Regions from separate parts of the Macaca mulatta genome. Here region 1 is linked to region 2. Evidence: chromatin contacts called from public Hi-C data. All regions are on one chromosome and are shown on one strand. The core of a region is the stretch at or near the end of the contact, and the rest is flanking DNA. Distances in the headings are between cores, read along the strand shown.

Region 1 (3,138 bases), core at 86-2,585, 330 kb after region 2:
GGATGCGCTTGAGGTGGATGGAACAGAGGCCGGCAATCAAAGAACGATGCCTGCCTGTGTGGATATGGCAAGCAGGGAAGCAGGTGGTGTCCCCATAGAAGGATTTATGTGAGTGTGTGTGTGCACCTCAGGGACCAGCGAAAGAGCTGTGTCTGACACACGTGGCAGATCAATAGAGGAGAGCATTTGAGGAGGGGGTATGAATGAGCACATGTGGCTGTATATGCATGTCACTGGCCAGCAATAGAAGGATGTCCTTATGTGTGTATATGACAGGAAGGAAGAAGGAGAGCAGCCTGAGGGGGTGTGTGAATAGGCATGTGTTCGCGAGAGCACGCAGAGGCCGAACAGGGAGGGGGCCGGTGCTAGAGGTGTGTATGTGGTAGGCGGATAGAGGAGGGGGAAGGCATGGGAGGGTGTGAGGGTGTGAGGGTGTGTGGAGGGTGTGTGAGAGGGTGTGTGCTGCGTGTGCCTGCGCATGCGCGGGAGAGAAGACGCACTGGAACCTTGAGGATGGAGGGGCAAGGAGGGGGCTGCAATGGAAAGCTTCTCTGCGGGGGCGCGTGCTCGCGAGACACGGAGGGGTGTGGGGTAGGGGGTACGCAATGTCATAATAAGAGGTGGGAAAAGGCCATCAGCTCAAACGGGAGACCCAAACCGATGTAGCAGGGAAGAGGCAAAATGAAAGAAAAGGGCGTGCGTGGGTCTAGTTTTCCCTGAGAATAATTATTTTTTCCTCCTTACAATTTTTTCCCTGGGAACAGTATTTTTACCTAAAAATCTTAACCATTTACCATTTGGCAAAACAACAGCAAAATATGGGAAGAAAGGCCACGGAGTGCTCCGCAAAGGGGCCGAGGAGGGAAGAAGGAAGGAGAGGGGAGGAGAGGCAGGGAGAAGTGGGAGAGGGCCGCGACCACCACTACCCTCCCAATAGCGATGAAAGCCACTCGAGTGGGGACCGCGCCACACGAAAGGGGTTCCCGGCAGCGGAGGATGCGGCCCCAGAACAGGCCGATGTAGAACATGGGCCTCACTCTGCAGTCAGGTCCCGCGTCCGCCCCACCCCTTCCCGAGGGGCGAACCTGAAAAGCAGTTCCCAGGAACCCCGCAAAATCCTCGTCCCCGTGCCCGGCCACTCGCACTGCGCCCGACCACTCGCGCCACCGCCAGCGCCCGGATGAATCGAGGAAACAATCAGCCTTTCACTCACCAAGTCCAGAAAGCCACACGCTTTTCAGAGAAGCAGAGCTCTCGGACCTCCGACCGCCACGACCGCCAGAGCCGCTGCTCCCGGTCTCGAGCTCCTCCCCCGCCAGACAGCAGCGGGGCGGGTGGCGACTGCGGCGGCGGAAGTGATTGTGAAGTCAGCTGGAGCCCGCCCCCTTGATGTGGCGGGGGCGGCAGCTGCTCTCCACAAATCAGGGTGGGCCCGAAAGCATTATTTCATCTTAAATGATGAAATCGTCAAGGATACAGCAAAGGACAGCGAAAAATGTCACGAACACCCAGCTTTAACTAATGTTAAATATTTAGCTATATTCCCTTCTGTGTTTTTTTTTTAATAAAATAAAATCTGCAAATTCTTTCTGATTAAGTCCAATGTGAGAGTAATTACGTTACTACATCACATCCTATGTTACGTGTTATGGTTGTACCGAAAGTATTAAACCTGTGAAACTATATTTAGGGTTGCAGTAAGCTTAAATTTTTTTAACCTTATTGTTAAAGCAAACTGAAGCTGTTTAGTGTTGAATTTGTTGCTGCTAATCACAAAACCAAGCTTCTCTATTCAAGAGATCATAAGACACAACACAGGTTCATATTCTGGTATTGCATTGCAGTTAAAACATATTACAGTTATGCCTTTTGGATTTATACCATTTTACTGAATTCTGAAGTCTTTAAATTGCGCTTTATAATGGAACTCTAATATTTACAGCCAATGTAAACATTTCCTATGTTCACAACAGTAGCAAAGTTTTGTTCTTACTGGAAACAAAATGCACAAGAGAACAAAAATCTTAGGGGTAGCAACATAATAGAAATAGAATGTATAACTTTCAAACCATTAAAGTAATAATATGTGGAACAAAGAGAAAAACTCATTCTGAACAAAGGTCAAGAAATGTTGCTGGGGGTGTGCAAAAAAAAGGATGCAAAAAGTAAACAAAAACGCAGGAATCTAAATATATCAGCATGCATTATGGGTTAACATCTCCTAATAAAAACCAAACTCTTATTTTGAGGATTTTGTTTTTAAAAGTCAAGTTATATACTATTTCTGTGAGTTTCACCTAAAGCAGAAATAGAAAAAATATATATATGACAGTAAAATACTAGCAGAAAAAAAGGAAGGGAGGGAGGGAATGAGGGAAAGAAAGAAGCAAAAAAAAAAAAAAAAAGAAAGAAAGAAAAGGAAGGAGGAAAGAAACTCGTAACAACATCAATATCCTAAACATCGAGAACTCAGAGTAAAAAGCACTAAAGAGAACAAAACAGGTTGTTTTATTCACTCAGAAAGATACGACAAGCTGATGGTGTGTGCCTGTAGTCCCAACTACTTAGGAGGCTGAGGCAGGAGGATTGTGTGAGCCCAGGAGGTTGAGACTGAAGTGAGTGGAGATCACGCCACTGCACTCCAGCCTGGACAACCAAGCAAGATGCTGTCTCAAAATAATGATGATAATAATAATGATAATAATAATTGAACTTCATTGGCGAGAAATCTGAAGCTATCAATTTTTTAAATGGAGATACATTTTCTTTCTTTTTTTTTTTTTGAGATACATTTTCATCTAGCAATTCTACTTCTAGTCAACTTCTCTGTTGTGTGTTCTATTGAGACACACAAGTGGAGACAGATATGTGAATAGGAGTGTAGCAAGATAATGCAAACCACTTTAATTCTCCTCAACAAATAAATTGCTTAAATTTACTTAAACATGTTGCTTGGTGGCTCATGTACAGACATGGTGGCTGACACCTGTAATCACAGCACTTTGGGAGACCAAGGCAGGAGGATTGCTTGAGCCCAGGAGTTTCAGACCAGCCTGGACAATATGGTGAAACCCCATCTCTGCAAAAAAATGTAAAAATTTCCTTGGCACAATGGCACATGCTTATAGTCCCAGCCAC
Region 2 (3,271 bases), core at 160-2,659:
TAGTGGAGCACTTTGGGAATGTTGCTCATCTAATTATCTCCATAAAGAAGCAGTGGGGAGACCTTATATTCTTGGCAGTCCCAAAGCCTACCCCAAACTCAGGTATTTCTACTAGTTCTTTCCCTTCCTCCCCATACAGGGTGGCGGTTTTTGCCAAGGCCACACCTGTCCCAGGTCTTGTGTTCAAGTGCGTGTGCCAGGCTTGGGTATGCCACGCTCCCGGTGGGAGCTCCAGGTTTATCGCTGGCGCCCGCAGTGCTACGGAAGTCCAGCAGGGGGAGACATTAGCACGTGGGTACGTCCTCTGGGGTCCGACCAGGGAGAGTGGGTCGGACCGGGAGGGTCTGAGCTATGGGATCGAGCCAAGTTATAAGCAAAGAGGCAAGGCGGGGCGGGGAGAATGGGCCAGGGCTGGGAGACAAAGACCCAGATGGCGAGGCCGGGACAGGCTGGAGTCCGGCTTCTCAGGGCCAGGATGCCCGCTTTTGCTTTTTCAAAAGTCTCGTGTCCTGTGCTTTTTCCTCTTTGCCCTCGAGGTGTCTTTCTTTATCGACGTGCCCTCTCATCCCCGCTTGCCTATCCCGGGACCTTGCCCGCGCCTTCGGACAGGACAAGACTAAATCTTGGCTCCAGAGGTCCCACAAGCCTCCCCCAGAAAGCTGAAATTCCGAAGGTCTGGTCCCCAGGGGCAATGAACATGCCTTCCCTCCCCACCAAACCCCACCCTGCCCCCCGCCCCACCTCCAACCCCGGTCAGGTACTGGACCCTCCCAAGTCTCCCCCTCCCACTGTTCTCACTTTTATGTTCCCGACTCTGGGTCCAAGTGCAAGCAGACAGTGCATTTTGAGGGCGAGAGGAGGAAAGCCCACCAAAGCCTTACGTTGGACTGGACGGGGAGCAGACAGGCTGTCCTTGACACGGAGGTGGGCACAGAGCAGGACTTCAGGGGTCCTGTGTGTAAAAAGAGAGTGGAAATACTTTCCTGGGGTACATGGGACAGGGTCAGTGGGCTGGGGTGTTGACCAGACGCGTGGGGAGGAGAGCAGGCCGGCGGCTCTTTAGAGTGCCAACTTCCCACGGGTTGAGCGCTCTGGGAACAGGACTGAGCGGGACCCAACCCTAACCACACGAGCCGCACACTCAGATTGGTGCCATCGGCCGCGCGGCGTCCTTAAGAGCTCCCTGAAACCCCGCCCCCTTCCTGCTCTAGGGGCGTGGTATGGGGCAAGGACCCCGCCACTGAGCTTGCTATTGGCTAAGAGAGCAGGGTTGGCCTTGCGTTCGCCTGAGCAAGGGAGTAGACAGCACAGCGGCAGCGAAGGAAGCCTATGCGAGCTGGACAGCAGTGGGAGGTGTGTGAAGCTCGCACTGGCCGCAGACCCTCGGGCTCGATCGCCCGGGAGCAAGGACTCGGCGACGCGAGGCTGCCGGGCTACCCGGCCGAGGCATCGGAGGCGCAAACTAATGGGACTGGCTCGCTCGGCAGCGTCTCCCCGCTCTTCTAAGTACACTGAGCAGGGCCCGCGTTGAAGTAGAAGCTGTCCGGGGGCGCGTAGCCCGGAGTCCCAGTGTGGCCCGGAGGAACGGAGCCCGTGCCAGGGCGGCCCAGTCGGGAGCCCGGGGACCGAGCTTGTTTTGTGGGGAAACCCCCACTTCTTCCAAGGGACAGCGATCCCGGGACGGTCAAGGCGTCGGGGCGGCCACCGAGCCCTCTGCGGGAAGACCCCGTCGGGGAGAGGGCTCGCAGCCCCGAACCGTCTCGGGGAGTCGAGCGGAATCGGGCGGGATCACCCGGGGGCGCAGAGCCCCCGTCGTGCCTCGTGCGGCAGCGGAGTGCCCAGGAGAACGAGCCCTCGGAGGCCGAAGCCCATGCCCGGGTTGGGGGCGGCTGCCCAGTGAGTCCTCCTGGCCGGCCGGGCGGAGAAGAGCGACACCGAAGCCGGCGGGAGGGGAGCACTTCAAAGCCGGCGGCTGCGGAGGATGGGCGCCTGAGCGGCTCCGAGCGCAGCGCGGCAGAGGAAGGCGAGGCGAGCTTTGCTGAGGAGGCGCCAAAGGATCCCGAAGTGCAGCCTGCCCCCGGGAAGATGGCTCGGCCTGGGCAGCGTTGGCTCGGCAAGTGGCTTGTGGCGATGGTCGTGTGGGCGCTGTGCCGGCTCGCCACACCGCTGGCCAAGAACCTGGAACCCGTATCCTGGAGCTCCCTCAACCCCAAGTGAGTAACTTATCTCCTCTGGACCCTGGGGTGGGAGGCACTCCTTCAGGGTGAGGCCGCACGCCCCGGAGTGCATGTGGGGCGGTCTTTGGAGGAGGAGCGGCGCCTCATTTTGTCTCCGCTTTCTCGAGTGTTTTCTTGCGGGCGGGCGGGCGGGCAGGCGGGCGGAGCAGGGTGCGGCGGGGTGGGGTAGGGGGACTTGGCTGGGTTGTGACCCCCTGGGCTTCCCAGCCCTTGCCTCCGCACGTCCTGGATCAAGTGGAGATGGTCGCACCAGGCAGAGCTGGGGAGTCCGGGCGCCCGAGAGCGCACCGGAGAGCTGAGTGGAGGCGAGAACGCAGCTTCCTCCGGGGCCCCTGGGAACGTGGTGATTTTCGCCGAGAGCCGCTCCAGGAGTGAGCTTGACTCGGGCGAGGGACAAGGCCAGAACACGGGTTCCTCGTTTGCTTAGCTGTGGAGGGAACACAGAGCGGGACCCGGCGCTTGGGGCGGGTGGCAGCGCCAACATCCCCACTCGGGCTTCTCCCATTTTCATTTTTCTTTCTTCCTTGTTTGCCACCCTGGCTTTTTGCTTTGCTGTCTCTTCTTGCCCCCCGCCCCTCCTTTCTCCCTGCCGGAGCGGTAGAAAGGCGGGCGCTGCTCCCAGGCTCACAAAGGCAGCGGGTGGAGAGGGGCGGAGTGGGAGAGTGGTTGTTGGGTGGTGGGGGTTCGAACCAGCGCCCGTCGGGGGTCCAATGGAGCCGGTAACAGAGCTTCAAGGGCCAGCCAGGGCGGAGAGTGGCGGCCGAGCTGGCGAGGGAGGTGGGTGGGGAAGGAGCGATTTCTGCCCAGGCAGGTCCCCTTGGCCCCCGAGTCTGTCCCCTAGATTGGGGAGCTGTGCTTAGCTTTCCCCAAGGGGTTGGGGTGGGGGGTGGGCAGCTATATAAAGGACATCCTTTCTTTTCTTTCTTCTCCTTTCCCTGCACAACTACCCCACCACCACTACACACACAACCCCTCCAAACAACACGCACACCTTTCAGGGCGGTGGCTCAGTGGTTTCTGGGCTTTTAGTGGGA

The links. Hi-C and Micro-C count contacts between places; a contact is called where the count stands out from the background.
Region 1: a Hi-C map of fetal cortex germinal zone shows a contact between it and region 2, with 3 times the contacts expected there. The contact joins the promoter of PJA1 here to the promoter of EFNB1 in region 2. A contact is called at or near these places in 2 of 14 Hi-C or Micro-C datasets (fetal cortex germinal zone and fetal cortical plate).

The regions. Positions count from the first base shown.
Region 1 is chrX:75,670,787-75,673,924 of T2T-MMU8v2.0, forward strand. PJA1 (praja ring finger ubiquitin ligase 1) reads right to left here and starts at 1,336. Exons shown (of 2, transcript XM_015127613.3): 1 at 1,214-1,336.
Region 2 is chrX:75,343,370-75,346,640 of T2T-MMU8v2.0, forward strand. It overlaps EFNB1 (ephrin B1), which reads left to right and starts at 1,410. Exons shown (of 5, transcript NM_001261375.1): 1 at 1,410-2,213. The coding sequence starts at 2,086.